Regions from separate parts of the Mus musculus genome. Here regions 2 and 3 are each linked to region 1. The links are chromatin contacts, called in public Hi-C maps. All regions are on one chromosome and are shown on one strand. The core of a region is the stretch at or near the end of the contact, and the rest is flanking DNA. Distances in the headings are between cores, read along the strand shown.

The links. Hi-C and Micro-C count contacts between places; a contact is called where the count stands out from the background.
Region 2: a Hi-C map of the N1E-115 cell line shows a contact between it and region 1, with 4 times the contacts expected there. The contact joins two enhancer-like sites. A contact is called at or near these places in 7 of 484 Hi-C or Micro-C datasets (the N1E-115 cell line, cerebellar granule neurons, cerebral cortex and 1 more) and 1 of 115 datasets of contacts at active chromatin or transcription factors (neural progenitor cells).
Region 3: a contact with region 1 is called in a Hi-C map of the N1E-115 cell line, with 5 times the contacts expected there. The contact joins two enhancer-like sites. A contact is called at or near these places in 2 of 484 Hi-C or Micro-C datasets (the N1E-115 cell line and cerebral cortex) and 1 of 115 datasets of contacts at active chromatin or transcription factors (neural progenitor cells).

The regions. Positions count from the first base shown.
Region 1 is chr10:109,493,207-109,498,342 of GRCm38.p6, reverse strand. No RefSeq gene overlaps it. Among named protein-coding and RNA genes, the nearest start is that of Gm40757, 100 kb to the left of the region's middle. Within about 2 kb of position 2,007, at least 13 of the 459 cell types and tissues checked have an H3K27ac peak or open chromatin away from gene starts, as enhancers often do. A contact at or near this core is called in the N1E-115 cell line, where this site is marked.
Region 2 is chr10:109,134,572-109,139,707 of GRCm38.p6, reverse strand. No RefSeq gene overlaps it. Among named protein-coding and RNA genes, the nearest start is that of Syt1, 130 kb to the right of the region's middle. Within about 2 kb of position 2,382, at least 52 of the 459 cell types and tissues checked have an H3K27ac peak or open chromatin away from gene starts, as enhancers often do. A contact at or near this core is called in the N1E-115 cell line, where this site is marked.
Region 3 is chr10:109,184,007-109,189,142 of GRCm38.p6, reverse strand. No RefSeq gene overlaps it. Among named protein-coding and RNA genes, the nearest start is that of Syt1, 180 kb to the right of the region's middle. Within about 2 kb of position 2,087, at least 11 of the 459 cell types and tissues checked have an H3K27ac peak or open chromatin away from gene starts, as enhancers often do. A contact at or near this core is called in the N1E-115 cell line, where this site is marked.

The sequences.
Region 1 (5,136 bases), core at 758-3,257:
GGGCAAGAGGGTGATTGAAAGAGCACAAAAAGAAAGTAAACAAAAGATCAGAGTTTCCAGGCTAAAAGGAGACATAGTGTTGAGAACTTTTTATTTGTCTGCAGCCAGAATGGATGTAACTAGAACCCAGGGGCCTACTAAATGTTTGTCATGGCACAGGATTGCTAAACATACTGTGGGCCAGGCTTCAACAAGTCTTCCATGGCCTACTCTTTGTGAACTTGCACCAGGAAAGAGCCTGCCAACACTCCGCAGCTTCCAATTGAGTAGTGTTCTTCAAAATCTGTTTCTTCTGAGACCATGGAGATAAGAATCCTATAAAAACACACTGAAAGGCAAGGCACACATTCATAGGATTGTGGCCAAGGATTTATATTCCCGATTATATATTCAAGAGACTTCATGTTGCTTGACATAAGGGCTTACTCTTGGGCAGTGCCAATGACTTCAGTCTACTCTTTTGTCTTTTCTTCTTTTTACATAGTTGTGTTGTCTAATGTTTCTTTCTGGTCCCTCATTGTGCTCTGTATTAGGTTGGCCAGTCAGAGACAAACACTTGATTAGATGGACACCAAGAAACCTTGGCTGTTTCCTACACCTTGGGATAAGGCACTTGGGGATTCCATTTTTTTAGAGGGTATTTGGGACTTCCAAATTTCAGTGCAAGTCACGATGACTTCATTCTAGCTTATATAATAAAATTATTAAATCTTTTAGAATAAAAAGGTTGTAACAGTGATAGATAGGTCCATAAATGAATGATGCCAGGTATGATGGCACTCCTGTAGAAGATAGAATTGAGAGATTCATGCGAACCTGAGTTCAAGCCTACCCTGTGCTACATAGCAAATTCAAGGCCAGCTTCGCCTATCTACATAAGATACTATCAGTCTTCAATAACTAAGGGCTGTGGATATAGCTCAGTGGTAGAGGCCACAGAAGCTCAAGGATCTGGGTTGGATTCCTAGCATTAAACAAGAAAAGGGATGTTATTATTTGCATTACAGCAAGTGTATTAAATTAGCAGCAAAGAAAAGTACTCATCCTAAAAACTACTTGTCCACATGTTATTGATTATTTTGGAAAGCTCTGGCTTCTTTCTATCTCCCAAATAACACAGTGATTTGTTGCTTTACTAAGCAGAGGTCAAATTAATGTGAATAGGATTTCATGCCTTACAGTGATATTTACTTATCGACTATTCTTTCTCCAACTTCCTTCTGTGCATTGTGAAAGAAATGTAAAAAAAAAAAAAAAAAAAAAAAAAAAAAGACTAAAGGAATACACTGAACTCTAAAGAAAGAACAAAAATCAATTGGTTCTACTTGCTTTTCCACCGTAATGTCTTATTTATTTGCCTTCCACCAAAGGAATGTGTATATTAGAATCTCCATCCCCATGCTGGTGTTGACTCACTTGTATGTCTGTTTTTCTTCTGCCAGACTGGGTGAAATGCTGTTATAAGGAAGGGAAACACTTAGGTTGTATTGATGGAAACTGGATTTTGCAGAGAAAATGAAAGATATACTGTTCCAAATGAGAGACTTGTGACCCTTACTGTATTGCTAACAGCTCCTTTGCCAGTGAAGATTGTAGAGATATCAGATAGTCCATTTTGCCTTTTCACAATGACTCTCAATGGTAAAGGAGTGCGCTGGAATTTTTTTTAAGCTGATATCCTAACTTAAAGGAAATAAACAGTCAACAATAAAAGAAAAGTGATCTGTCATCATGACAGAACCCTATTTGGAAAGTAAGGTCTATGTACGTACGTGCGTTCGTGCGTGCATGCGTGCACGCGCGCGCGTGTGTGTGTGGGTGTATGTGTGTGTGGGTGTTAATTTGTTGAAATGACCCACAGTCTTGTATAGGCTTTCATACTGCACCTTACAAACAGTCCTATTGCTTCTGGAGTCTTCTGACTCCTGGAATCCTGCCCTCTGTTTCAGCTGACAGAAAATGCATTGTTAAAGTTTTATCCCCCAGATGGCAGCACTGCATTCTGTGTTTAGAAGGTTCTGGTCTAGTTAGTGTTTGTGAGAAAGGCGATGTAGGCGATGCAGGCTATGCAGACTTGTCTCTGACACATCTAATGTTATGGTTCTTTTTTGTGGAGGACATATACCCCAGTTCTAACGAAACAAGACTTGTGTAATCAGAGACAAATAATCCATACTACAGTGAACAGAACAGCAGTCTACTGCTACTCATAGAGCAAGGCCTCTAATTAACAGCAATGAATCCAGGGATTTGAAGTGAGCGAATATAATTCTCGGAGTTCTTTTAAAAGATCAGAGAAAGAAATGACCTCTGTTTTTAATTTTTATTTTTAGATGCAATTTTATAGGACTTTGAAAATATTTCCAAAGTGGAAGAATATTCAGTAACTGTTGACAAATTATTTTCTATAAGATACAAATGAAATGAACTGCAGACGATGGATAATAATAGGGGTGCTAAGGGTTGCTTCTGAGACACATAAAAATGAACAGCGTAGTTTCCTGGTGTGAGCATGAAGAGAAACCAGTGAGGAGATCACATCACTGCCTATGAAGCAAATCTAGCAGAACCATTTAGACTAAAACACCATCTACTTAGGTGAATGATGGTCAAAGAAATTGGAATGACACCTTAAATCTCCCCTACATGCCAGACAAACTATAGATTTAATATACTAATACACAAATGTATATTATTTACATGGAGGGATTAATTGTTTTTAATGAAATCAATGTACTGGAAGTAAAAAGAGGAAAATAAAGATTTTCATGGAAATATGAAAGATTTTGTTCTGACAGGTTTTAGAATACATACAGTTTCATGCTCTGAGAAACTCTTTATTTTCCAGTCTAATAAAATCTTTTCTTTCCTTGTCCCATTTTCACATCTGGAAAGAAAAATGATTCATATCATAGAGACATTTTAATTCAAAATGCAGAGTTTGGGTTATTTTATTTGATCTGATGTTGACAAATAGGCTGGCCACTTGTGCACAGGTAGACATATGAGTACTCCATTGTGATATAAAATATGTATTCTTCTACAGTTATTGTTATAGCACTGCCACCAACCAGTTCCGTTAAAATGTGTCTATGCACTATGACCCATAGGTCCTTACTGCTTGGGAGACAAAGACAATTAAGAAGTACTTGATTTCAGTGAGTGAATACTATTGTTGTCAAGATCAACTGAATTGACAATTGGCAACAGAATTTGTTAAAGGTAGAATGGGAATGACAGTAGGCTCTGAAGTCAAGGACATAGGATGAAAGTCATGACACTAGTTCCTAATATTTCTGTGGTTTTAAGCAGATCTTTCTGTGTGTCTTTGCAAAATAGATGGTGTGGTGGTTTAAAAGAAAACAAACCCCATGGGGCCCATAGGGTGTGGCACTATTAGAAGGAGTAGCCTTGTTGGGACAGGTGTGGCCTTGTTAGAGGAACAACTAGGGGTGGGATTTGAGATTTCAGAAGATCAAACTATGTCCAGTGTCATTCTCATTCTGCTGCTGCCAATCTGGAATAGAACTCTTAGCTACTTCTCTAGCACCATGTCTGCCTGCATGCTACCATGCCATGACAATAAAAGGTTAAATCCCTGAGCTGTAAGCCAGCCCCAGTGAAATGTTTTTCTTTATAAGAGTTATCATGGTCATGGTGTTTCTTCACAGCAATAGGTAGATAGGAACAGGAATATGTACCTATAGATTCTTTAAAAATATAATCAGCTTCATGAGAGAAGTTCTTGGCATATTGCAGATTCATTAAGGCATAACAAAGCAAAACAGTGAAAATACTAGGACTCAGAAATGGAAAAATTCAATAAAAGAAGAAACACTGGAGATAGCCTTTAAAAATCCCTTTTAAAGTTTATCAATGATGTATAAAGGAAGGTAGATAGAAAGGGCACTTTGAACTCACAAAACAACACATCAAATTTTAAGGACGGAGGCAGGATCTCACTGTACTTGCAAACAGAGTCAAAACATAAGAGAATGTAGGTCCAGATATCTATGTAAATGGAATTTCTACTGGGCTAATAAGGAGATATAACTTAATAGGAAAATATGGGAACTCACTGGATATATTTTCCTCACAGGGTGGATAGTGAGATTTATGTTGTAAACGTAGCACTCTGGTAGCTCTAGGAGAGAAAAATCGAGTGAAGGGGGAACTAGAGACAGGGAGATTAAAGACGAGAAGGAAAACACAATGCAGAACAATGGGGGTAATTGATCATTGCTCAAAAATGATCAGTTGGCTTGCCAACCAACTTTAAAATTGTATTATATACATAAAATGCTTTTCAAAGGCCTATAAATTTTTACTTATGTTTCCTATCTGCATACAGAATCTCATTTCATCTTCGTACAAATAAAGAATTTCAGACAGTTTAAAACTTCACTACAAAATTAGCCCCATTAATCCATAAGTTCTCTCCCCATTTTTCTGAATACCCTAAATGCAAGCATAGAGGAAATCTCCCTTTCTTATAACTGCATCAGATGTCGAGGACCATAAACTCCTGAAGGTTTACGTGGGGAACAGTCCAGTTAGTTCTTAATGACCTGCCTCTCATCAATGCGAAAACTGGCCAGTCCTACATTAAGTCAAACTATTTGAACTTCGTTCTTCTCCCTTCCATTTATCAAAGTCAGGGAGAGGTCTTTGGTTAACTAAAAGCCCTTGAAAATGACAAAAACAAAAATGTGTTTTCTAACAGGAAAAAAAAATTGCTCAGTAGTTAGGATAGCAACTCTTTCCCCCAATTGCTGTCGTGGAAGAGCACCTTGGCTTATTGAACTGACACACTAAAATCGGACCTCGTCAAGCTTAATTAGAATAACCTTAATTATGAGTCCGTGGAGAAAAGGCAACAAAAGACTTTGATTTAAGATCCATTATCAGAACTTTCCTAAATCCCAGAAGCACCAGTCAAAGGATATATTTCTTTTTAAAAATATTTTTATTACTTGAAACTTGCACACATGAATAAAATACATCTTGTGCATCCCCAACCCCAGCACAAACTTCCTGACTCTTCACATGAACCCTACCTACACATCTTTCCTCCTTCATGTCCAATCACAATCTATTCCTGTGTTTCTTTACTCCTCAGTTGGGTGAGTTAAAATA
Region 2 (5,136 bases), core at 1,133-3,632, 360 kb after region 1:
GATGGTCTCTCTTTTCAGATGACTGTAGCTTGTGTCAAATGGATAGGAAACTAGCCAAGACAAAATGACAAATTTGTATTTTATCACCTTCGTCCCCAGTTAAAAAGACAATAGCTCATGGAATTTTAAAACATTAAGTTGACTTCAGAGATGTGGAGCATGCCTTATGCAGTCATACAGGAGCCCCTGAAGAAGTTAGTGTTAGGCTATAGCAAGCTGAGTACCATAGAGTTATGTTACTTCATAAATGTAGCTTCTCCCCGAATGCTAACTCCTAAAGTTATTTCACTGAATACTTCTCAGTACTGCTTCAGTTACTTGAGAGTACCCTCTGAGTTTGGCTATCTCTTGTCTTGCTATTTCCACAGACTACTTACCCAAGACCCAAAGAAATAAGTGACTTATTCCAGTACAGGGAGAGTTGATTTCCATACCACCCTGTCTGACTTCCACAACAATTCAGTTAACTAGCAGCCTGTGCTGCCTTTCTGCAAAGCTCTCACGAGAAACCAATCTGAAAATGCAGTCCCATTCTAATGATTTTTATTAATTTTATATAAAAATATAAAAAATGCATGCTATCTTCCATTAGTGTGAATAATTTATTTTAAACATTTTTGCACGGGTATTTTTCTTGCCAAAAATGTAAGAAACTCTTATGGAACTTTAGTCAATAATACCCTACAAACTTGATTTAATATATCTACCTCTTCATAGAAGAACATTCTTTATATTCTATGGAGGAATTCTCATTAATATGGCTATTGAGTCAAGTACAAAGTCAGCATAGAATTCCCTAATAGCCTTCAGAAATAGAATAATTTAATTCTACAAAGGTTCCAGTCTGCTTAGCTTCCTTCTTTTCCAAAGTAAAGAGGTGAAGTCAGTCCAAAATGCCTTCACGTTCTCATTTCCAGTTTATAATAAACTTATTTGCACAAAATGTTGCTCTTTCCCCTTAAGCCTTTTTATTAGTTAGACATCATTTTTATAGCTGCTGATGCAAATAGCAAGGAATATTGAATGAACTACATTAAACACAGTGAATGTTTGATGAGATTTTTCTCTTGTGCTCCTCTCTACAGACATTAATGTTCCACTAGAGTTATGGAGTGATTTGTTTAAAAAAAAAAAAAGGAATAATATGGCTGAATTAGATCCTAGACATTTTACATAAATAATCTTCCTAATTTATTGTTTTTAAAATATAATATGCACATGCTTTATTTTATCAGTTAAAAATGAAAAAACTCTAAAGCACAAAGAAAAAAATTATGCCAAAAATTGTATAGACAATTTCTAAAGTAAAATTCAAGAATTCCTGTAGCCATACTTCCCTTGTTAGTTTTCTACCAAACAGTCTGGGAGAATTTAAATAGATACCTTCTAAATATCGTGAGAAAGGGGGATGATAGAAACTTTTATATGAGGAGTCAGAAGCACTGGTCAAGTCATGTAGAAGAAAAATGTGATGTAGGGAACTGTTGGTGTTAGGGGCAAGATGAAAGTTGTAGGGATGGAGAAAGGGAGGGAGAGAGTGTGAGAGATAAAGGAAGAAGAGAGAAGAGTTGGAGAAGGAAAGAAAGAGGGAGGAGGAAGGGAAGGAGGGAGGGAGGTGATAAAGGATAAAGGAAGGAGAGATGGAGAAGGGAAGAGAGAGGGAAGGAGGGAGAGGGGGAAGGAGGGAAGGAGGGAGGGAGGGAGGGGTGAAGGATAAAGGAGGACGAGATGGAGAATGGAAGGGAGAGGGAAGGAGGGAGGGAGGGAAGGAGGGAAGAATAAGGGAGGAAGAGATGGAGAAGGGAAGATAGAGAGGGAGGGGTGAAGGATAAAGGAGGAAGAGATGGAGAAGGGGAGGGAGAGGAAGGAAGGGAGGGAGGGTGAGAGGTCCCTGTGTGGGGACTGAAGCTGGATTCAGAGTAACCAGGGAACCAAGAAAGTGAAGAGGGAAGAAAGCATATTTGGGAGCTGCTCAAGATCTACAGAGAGCAAAGCTATCTAACAAAGGAAGACTTGTAAAATGAACTTCAGAAAGTCCCTTTTTACTGTGTTTTAAAAGCTGAAACGGTACTTTGATTTTTCTAAGTTGCAACTTCCTTTAATGCACTTTACTTTGAGTCTGGGCTTTGTGGGCTCTTAATTTATGTTATAATGAAAGATCTGTGTGGTTGCTAAAATGAAGGTTCCATTCTAGCAGTTCCTGCATAAGTCCTCCTGTCTTCCTGACTCTTTTCTGTTTACAACATAACAAGGCCATAGAAAAATATAAAATGCTACCTTAGATTCCATCCAGATGTCAACAGTTCTGCACCATAGGCAGTGAGGCAAATATTGAATGACCACTCAGCATTGCAGCTAAAGGGAAGAATCCAGAATCTCACACTGAGTTAAGCAATGCCATTTAGGCAACTGAAAGTGAAAGTAAGAATGTCAGCTCCTCTGGACTACTTGGATGCATCCACGTCTGAAACACAGGTTTCTCTCCTTCCCTTAACACCACCTTCAGACATCTATCCCTGCAGAGTTACTCCTATTTCTAAATTTTCAGATGCTTATCATTTATTAATTTTTTAAAATAAAAATCCCTTCACTTTGCTCATCTATCCCCTTAATGGACACCTGCTTTGAACTAACTTGCCTCATATACTCTTACCCTACTCCCATGCTGCAGGACAAGGTGGTAATGTCCTGTGTTTACCTACAGAATATAAAAATGACAACAGATCTTTGAGTCTCTCCCTACCACCAGACTACCTCCTACATTACCTCAGGGAAACTGTCAGTGCCTCAGCTGAGGAAGCTGTGTCCTATTTTAAAGCTAGAATTATAAAATAGCTATGAAGAGCTTCCTTCTCTTCAAATCAAACTGTCTCCCTGGACTGGAGTCTGAAATTCGAACAGAGGTATGCAGTTGAAAAGCAAAATGTAGACAGTTAAATGTCCTCATCAAATTAAGAACTACATGATGATGAGAAATATTTGGGTCAGATATATTCTTGCTGTTGAATGATCTCGTTCATTGTGTCAAAGAGCAAATTGTATAATCTCCCTCCTCCCCATCTTTGGAAGCTACCACAGGGTACTAGTAAGTCAACTCTTATATAACACACATACACACACACACACAGAGCGAGAGAGGGAGAGAGAGAGAGAGAGAGAGAGAGAGAGAGAAGAGAGAGAGAGAGAGAGAGAAGAGAGAGAGAGGGAGAGAATGTCAATAAATTAACAGTCATGAAAAAGCTGCATAGTTAGCAGAAGATGGCCTAGTCAGCCATCACTGGGAAGAGAGGCCCCTTGTTATTGCAAACTTTATATGCCCCAGTACAGAGGAATGCCAGGGCCAAGAAGCAGGAGTGGGTGGGTAGGGGAACAGGGCAGGGGGGAAGGTATAGGGAACGTTCAGGATAGCATTTGAAATGAATATAAAGAAAATATCTAATAAAAAGAAAGAAATATATAAGCTATGGAAATCCACTTCCCCTTTTTATTGAAAATATTTTTTTCTCATATACTATGTGCTCATTCGTTTCTCCTCCCTCTACCCCTCCTAATTTCTTCTACTCCCTTCACCTCTACTCCCTTTCTGTCTCTCATTATAAAAGAACAGGCTTATTAGACATGACAACAAAACATAACAAAATAAAGTATAATAAGACAAAAGTCATTTTTTCTTTTCTTTTATTGATATTTTATTTATTTACATTTTAAATGTTATCTCCTTTCCTGATTTCCCCTGGAAGCCCCCTCATACCATTCCCCCTCCCCCTGCTTCTATGAAGGTGTTCCTCCACCCACTCACCCATTCCAGCCTTCCTGCCCTGGCATTCCCCTACACTGGGGCATCAAGCCTTCACAGGACCAAGGGCCTCTCCTCCCATTGGTGCCCAACAAGGCAATCCTATGCTACATATGTGGTTAATACAACCAATATTAATTGCTCATTGAAAAATACTCAAAATATATATCCAACCAATTTAGGACAGATAATTACTTAGACATTTGATATGTCTCAGGAGGATAATATAAGTTAAAGCTTTCTATACTACTTTTAGAGCCATAACTGGTTCAATATGCAAATTTAAAATGCTAAATTTATATTTAAACATATCTTATAGAAGAAAAAAATATAAAAATATCTTTGAGAGTTTCATATGTCACAATAAAATATAAACACAATTTATATTGATTTCAGAACAGGCAAAGCTCACTAACTTTACTGTAACAAGAAATCCAACTATGTTTAAAGCTATAATTGGCTTCATTTATTTGATGGTTTTTAAGGTGTTTAGCTCAGAAGCACCATTAAAACTAATTTTTCTTGAAGCACTCTTCCCATAAGTTGTTTGAGAATTTTCCAGTTGTCAAAAGTGAAAACCAGGTTTTACGGAAGTCCAGTAGTGTTGCCCATGAGAAGTTTGAGCAATGCCTTTCCTGCCTGTCCCATGTGATAGTCCTACTCAAACATAGTCATTGGGCAGATGAATACTATTATCAATATTGGGGAGCTGAGTTTTAAAATATTTATACACCTCCCCTCCCATTCTCCCCTGTATTCTCCTTTCTTTTCTTCATGTAGTAAGTGGTGCTCTATTAGAAGTTCAGTCCTAGTACAAATATCATAAACTTATGACTATCACAGAGACACCTATTCTTATAGCCATTTGTCTTGGAATTTTTGACTACACACTGATGCAAGAAATTACAAATACTCAAAAATAGAAGGCATTTAGCAGTGTTATTCTTGTATGTGAATAAATCAACAGTGCACAGAAACACATTTAGGAAGGATACATGGTTTTATAATAATTATGTGAATCACAGTTACCTTCACTCATGAAGAAACACTTGAAGGTTCAGTAAATGGCACCAATAAAACTGGTGATCTATTTGGAAATGGACATTAATAATGCACCTATACCATATTTTATGATGGAAATATCTACAAGAGCCAGAGTTGTTCAGCGTTTGCTACTGATAAAAGTATCAACTCAAAACATACCTCTGTGATAGGAACGTGTGCCGGAAATCCTCATTCCGAGGATTCACTGCCAGTTGAATTGATGCCATCTCTTCTCTCATAATACTAACATTTAGTTTACTTCAAATTCATCAGTAGTGTTACTGAAGGACCCATAG
Region 3 (5,136 bases), core at 838-3,337, 310 kb after region 1:
CAATCAAATACTGCACTGAAATTTTAGGTGATTCTGATAGAGGAAGAAAGTGACTCTGTTACTTGTAGTGACACCAAAGACCTAATGTGAATCAAACAGGGGATTCTAACGCCTTCTGGAATCTTCTGACAGCATATCAGCAAAGCCAACCATGTGACTAGGCAGAGGTAACATCAGAACTGCCAGTTTCTCAAGCAAGGAAGACGTCCAAGGAGCCATATGCCACGGAAAATATGTCTCTCATAATTTGGCTTCTGAAATTAGTGGTTACTTCCCAGCAAAAAGAAACAGTAAAACGCTTATCATCTCCTACTAAAACTTTTGTGTTAGATACACTAATTCACTGACTGTCTATAGGGTTAAGTTGCTACATATAGATATTTTTAAAACATCTTAAGACAGAAGAAAATGAGAATTCTAAACTTCAGAAGCAGATAATCACACTAAAATACAGCAGACAGTTTTGTGATATGTACTCTGGCCCTAAGCCCTCTCACGTTTTTTCAAGGTCTTATTTACTGAATAGTAAAACCAGGTGCAAGAAAAGGTACTGAAAATTTCTCACAAACAGGAATGACATAAATATGTGTGGGCTCCAGGACCTGTTTGCATGTTAACAGGGACCAAGAAACCTTAAGTCAAAATAATGACACTCCAGGGAATTCCCTTCAGGCGCCAGTGAGCAGGAGGAAGAAGAATATTTCAGGGCACTGGTCCCTGTTTAGCATCTGAGAAAGCATATCACATGAGCGGTGATGACTCCAGCTATGTGCAAGAATGATTTTCAAATTAGAACTATGTTGGTTCAAACAAATTTTTTTTGTCTCAACTGTAGTTAGGCAAAATATGAATGGCATTATATCGTCTTCTTGTATAGATTATAGTCATATATTCTTTCTCAATAAATATAAATTATGTGAACATGTATTCTTGCTCTCCTTTAAAAAAAAAGAAAGAAAATGGAGATTCCAGGGGAGTCTGTATTACTTGCTAGTTTGCAAGAGTTTCAGGAATTAGAATTAATGTTGGAAGCTGACAGACTAGTATGTTCACATACACATGCCTGACACAACACGAGTATTATAATTAAAGATAAACTAGAGTGATAGTCACTGAAAAATGTTGTAAGTATGAGATATAGAGAAAAGCAGATGCAGGGCATAGCAATGAGACTATGGTGAAGTAGCAGATAATTATGAGGCAGACCTGTGGTTCAGGTAGTTGGGAGGTGGGGGCAAAAAGATTATAAATTCAAGGCATGCTTAGCAAACGTACCTAGACCGGATCTCAAAATTTAAAAACAAATAATGGAAAGGGCTGGAGATACAGTCTGGTGTTACAGCACCTGTCTGGCATTTTACAGGCTGAGGTTTAATTCCCAAGGCTGAGGAAAAACCAACAACACAACAAAATGAGATAGAAAGGAAAATAATAAAAAAGGAAATAATAAAGGTATCCCAGATATTTTCCTATTGTTAGGTAGGAAAAAATCTATTCTAATAATATTTAAAGCTGTTTCTTGATTAAATTAAAAAAAAAAGTAGGTGGAAAATTTCTTTTTATTGACCCAAGTACCTTACAGACAGCTCACTGCCAAGTAGCTTCCAGAAGAGGAAGAACACAGACACATGGAGAGTATTTTTTATGCATATTCTAATTTCTGTCTTAGGGCCAAGCCTAGGGAATCTCAAAATAAGTTAACCATGGGTTATAATTTTGTTTGACACTAACTATTAATAGAATCTGTATAACAAAATTGGGGGCCAAGTAGTAGATGTAGAATTCAAAGTAGCAAAACAACAAAATCATTGATAAATATAAGGTAGGAATATATTGTTAAGCAGGATAAATGGAAAGTCAGAGCTCCTTAGAAGGCTTCATTCTCTACTTTCTGAGATCTTACTTCCAACATGGTCTACCCTTCACAATTTAAACATGATTAGAATTGGTAGTGTTTTAAATGTGAATAAATGTCAGTGAAGCTCTGGATAAAGTGACAGAAGTGTTGGTTTAGTTTCTCCAAAGAGCACAAGAATTGTGACAAGATGCTTCAACAGAACTAGGAAAATTGTATGCAGACAGACAATAAGATCCATCAGGGCACTTTGCACGCTAAGATGGGCGTCTCCAGTGTGCCTCTGCACAAACCTGAGATTCAGAGTAACCTTTAGGCCTCTGCTAAATGATGTTCTAGTTGGGTAACACAATTATTGCCAATGGTGGTCTTCTGTTGCTCATGCTGGACTCTTAAGGGAATAATAAGATTGGTTTGAGACATATGAATCAAAGGATTTCTGAAGGCTAATGAAACCGAAGGTAGCTGAGAAGGGAGATGGTAGTTCTGGCACCAGCTGCTTGTTTCAAGTCCAGAAGTGTCTGTCTCCTGTCTCTGCACTTATTACAATTGAATTTGGCAAAGCAGCAGCACTTAATGCTGGCTTGTTTTTTTTTTTTTTTTTCTGGTGGAAAGATGTCCCTTTAACAAATAATGAGTGAGGGTCTTGGGGTCATAGAAAACTCATACTTTGAACATATAACTTCCTTTATACATTCCAGCCTTGGATCTGTTGCTTCTCACTCTTATCCAGTCTTGCTACAAAGTCCTGAACAAATCTGAGTACATACAGTTGTCCAAAGCAACGCCATTAAGAGTAATACCTAAACAAGATTTTCTATATAAACACAAGTTTAAAAACAAAACAAAACAAAAAAGCAGCAATAAACCCCCCCAATATCCAGTCTGAAGTCTGTAGGATTCTGAGGACAGATGAAAAGAAGCATAGACAAAGGAAGAACCTATGATCACAGTCAAAACAAAGCCAAATAGACTCACAAAGGTGGAAGCATTAAACATTATGAGGTGCCCGCACTGTCTGTGTGATATACAAAGTCCTCATAAAGCATGGGAAATGATCACTTCCCTTCCCCACTGCCAAAAGAGTGCCAAGCTGATTTAGTTCCCTATAACCCATTCAGCTTGATTAGTTTCTGATAAATGTTCCAGGATACTCTGTAGGTTGCTTATTACAACAGATGAATCTTAAAATATCAGTCTCGAAATCTAACATCTCTGCTGCAATTAGCTATCAGTCAAAGGTATTGATTGAGCTTCTCTTGAGTAGAGTACAGCTTTGTTTCACAGTGTCATGGAGCAGAGATATAGAGGTTGTCTGAGTTCTGACTGACATTAGATATAATCTCTATCATTTCAGGTCCTAACCTATACATCATAGACATCACCTGTGCAATCCACCGTCTATATTCTGCCTTCAACAAATTACTGTCTAGGGGAAATGGAGGCTTCTTGTGAAAGTCAATGAGCCAGTTTTGAGATCCATCCCTTTTCTGATTGATGGAAACTAATAGAAATATCTATTCTAACTACGTGTGAAATTTGAGCTTTATTGAATTTACAAATAGCTAATGATTTGTGATTCAAGGAATGTAATGATTCTTGAAAATTAGCTGCATCTTTTATATAATGATTTCTAAATTCTCCCTATACAACTACTAAGAGTCTGCTTAAATCCTTTTACAAAACTACAAGCATGAATTTGGCTGCTTTCTATGTTCCTATAGAGCATGTTTGAAGCATTATTTTTACCAACCACCTTTTATACATTACCCAATTGATAACAGTTCCTCATTTTGCAGGTTAGGTTTCATTTTGGTTTCATTAGCTGTGTCATATGACCCACTAACTGACTGTTCTATCAGTATAAGAAAACACCAGGGCTGAAATAAATGAACTGTGACATCTCAGGCCCACCACAAAAGAATATCTCACCTAGTAGAGATAGCAGGGGAGAGGAGGGGAGGGGAGGGGAGGGGAGGGGAGGGGAGGGGAGGGGAGGGGAGGGGAGGAGGATTCTCTATTGCGTGAGATACCATGTGTGACGTTGGCTTTTGTCTCCTTAGAGGGATTGCAGAAAAACTTGAAAGTAAATATTTGAACTTATATAACAGGAACAGGGAAAGAGTACCTGTGAATGTGTGCTGAATGTTTCAAAGCATGTTTGGAAGCATCACATGACCAACATGATGTCATTGTAAGGAGTGTTTATAAGAAACAGAAAGCTATCAAATCACTCCTAGCTGTGCAGCCATTGTACAAACAAACAAACAAACAAAAACCCAAACAAAAAACAAAAACAACAAAATCAACAAAATATATTGAGGCTATCATTATCTATAAAACATCTATCTCATGCCAGCTTATTAAAAACTAAAAACAAAAAACCCAATAATACTCAGAATAATTATTGAAGATAGCTAATACTAAATTTATTTTAGCATAGAAGTACCTGATCTCTGAGTGCTTTGTAACTTGGCCAAACTTCTATTTCTATTATCCCACAGACTTTGAACTCATCTTTTTCTGAAGGCAAAGCATGCATATCCAGTTTTAAAATAATTCAAAAGTTCTGGTGGATAGAATTTCCAACAGTGAATATAGAAATGATGAAGAAGCAAAATATTATTTGCAGGTTTGATTCCTGTTTCTCTACCTAAAATATTCAATATAAATATGACTCAGGCAGATTTAATAGCTTCTCCATATACAGGTAGGAAATTTGCTATCTTATTTTTCTCACTAGAGCATAAATGAAAATATTTTGGACTGTAGCTCCTTTCTAGAAAATTCTTTTAAGCATGAAAACTAGAACACCAAGGACTGAAAATGCCTTACACATATAATCTTTATCTAGCTTTATATAGAGAAATGAAAGATGGGAGGCAACATAAATATTTAGCAATACCAAATGCATAAACATCCTCTTCCTATAATTTCACATAACTGGAAAAATTGAAGTTCATAGTTATGTAAAATAATATCTATGCAGAAAATGCTTATGTTGCTATGACAACATTTTTTAAAAAGAATACTGAATTCTTTACACAATATTAATAGAACTCTATGTACCCTAAACCAAAAGCCAAACATGATGCATAGAAAATTAGGCACAAACCAAATATTAATTTTTGCTATTTTTATGTGATGAGAAAATAGTTGCTTTTGTCCTTATTACTCTAATTGAGTGCTTTTTCCTCATAATTTCTTGCATGGCTGAGCTTTATAATGGAAACTATCTGACCTTTTATTTCAATGAGTAGGGCAGTGAATTATATTTGTAA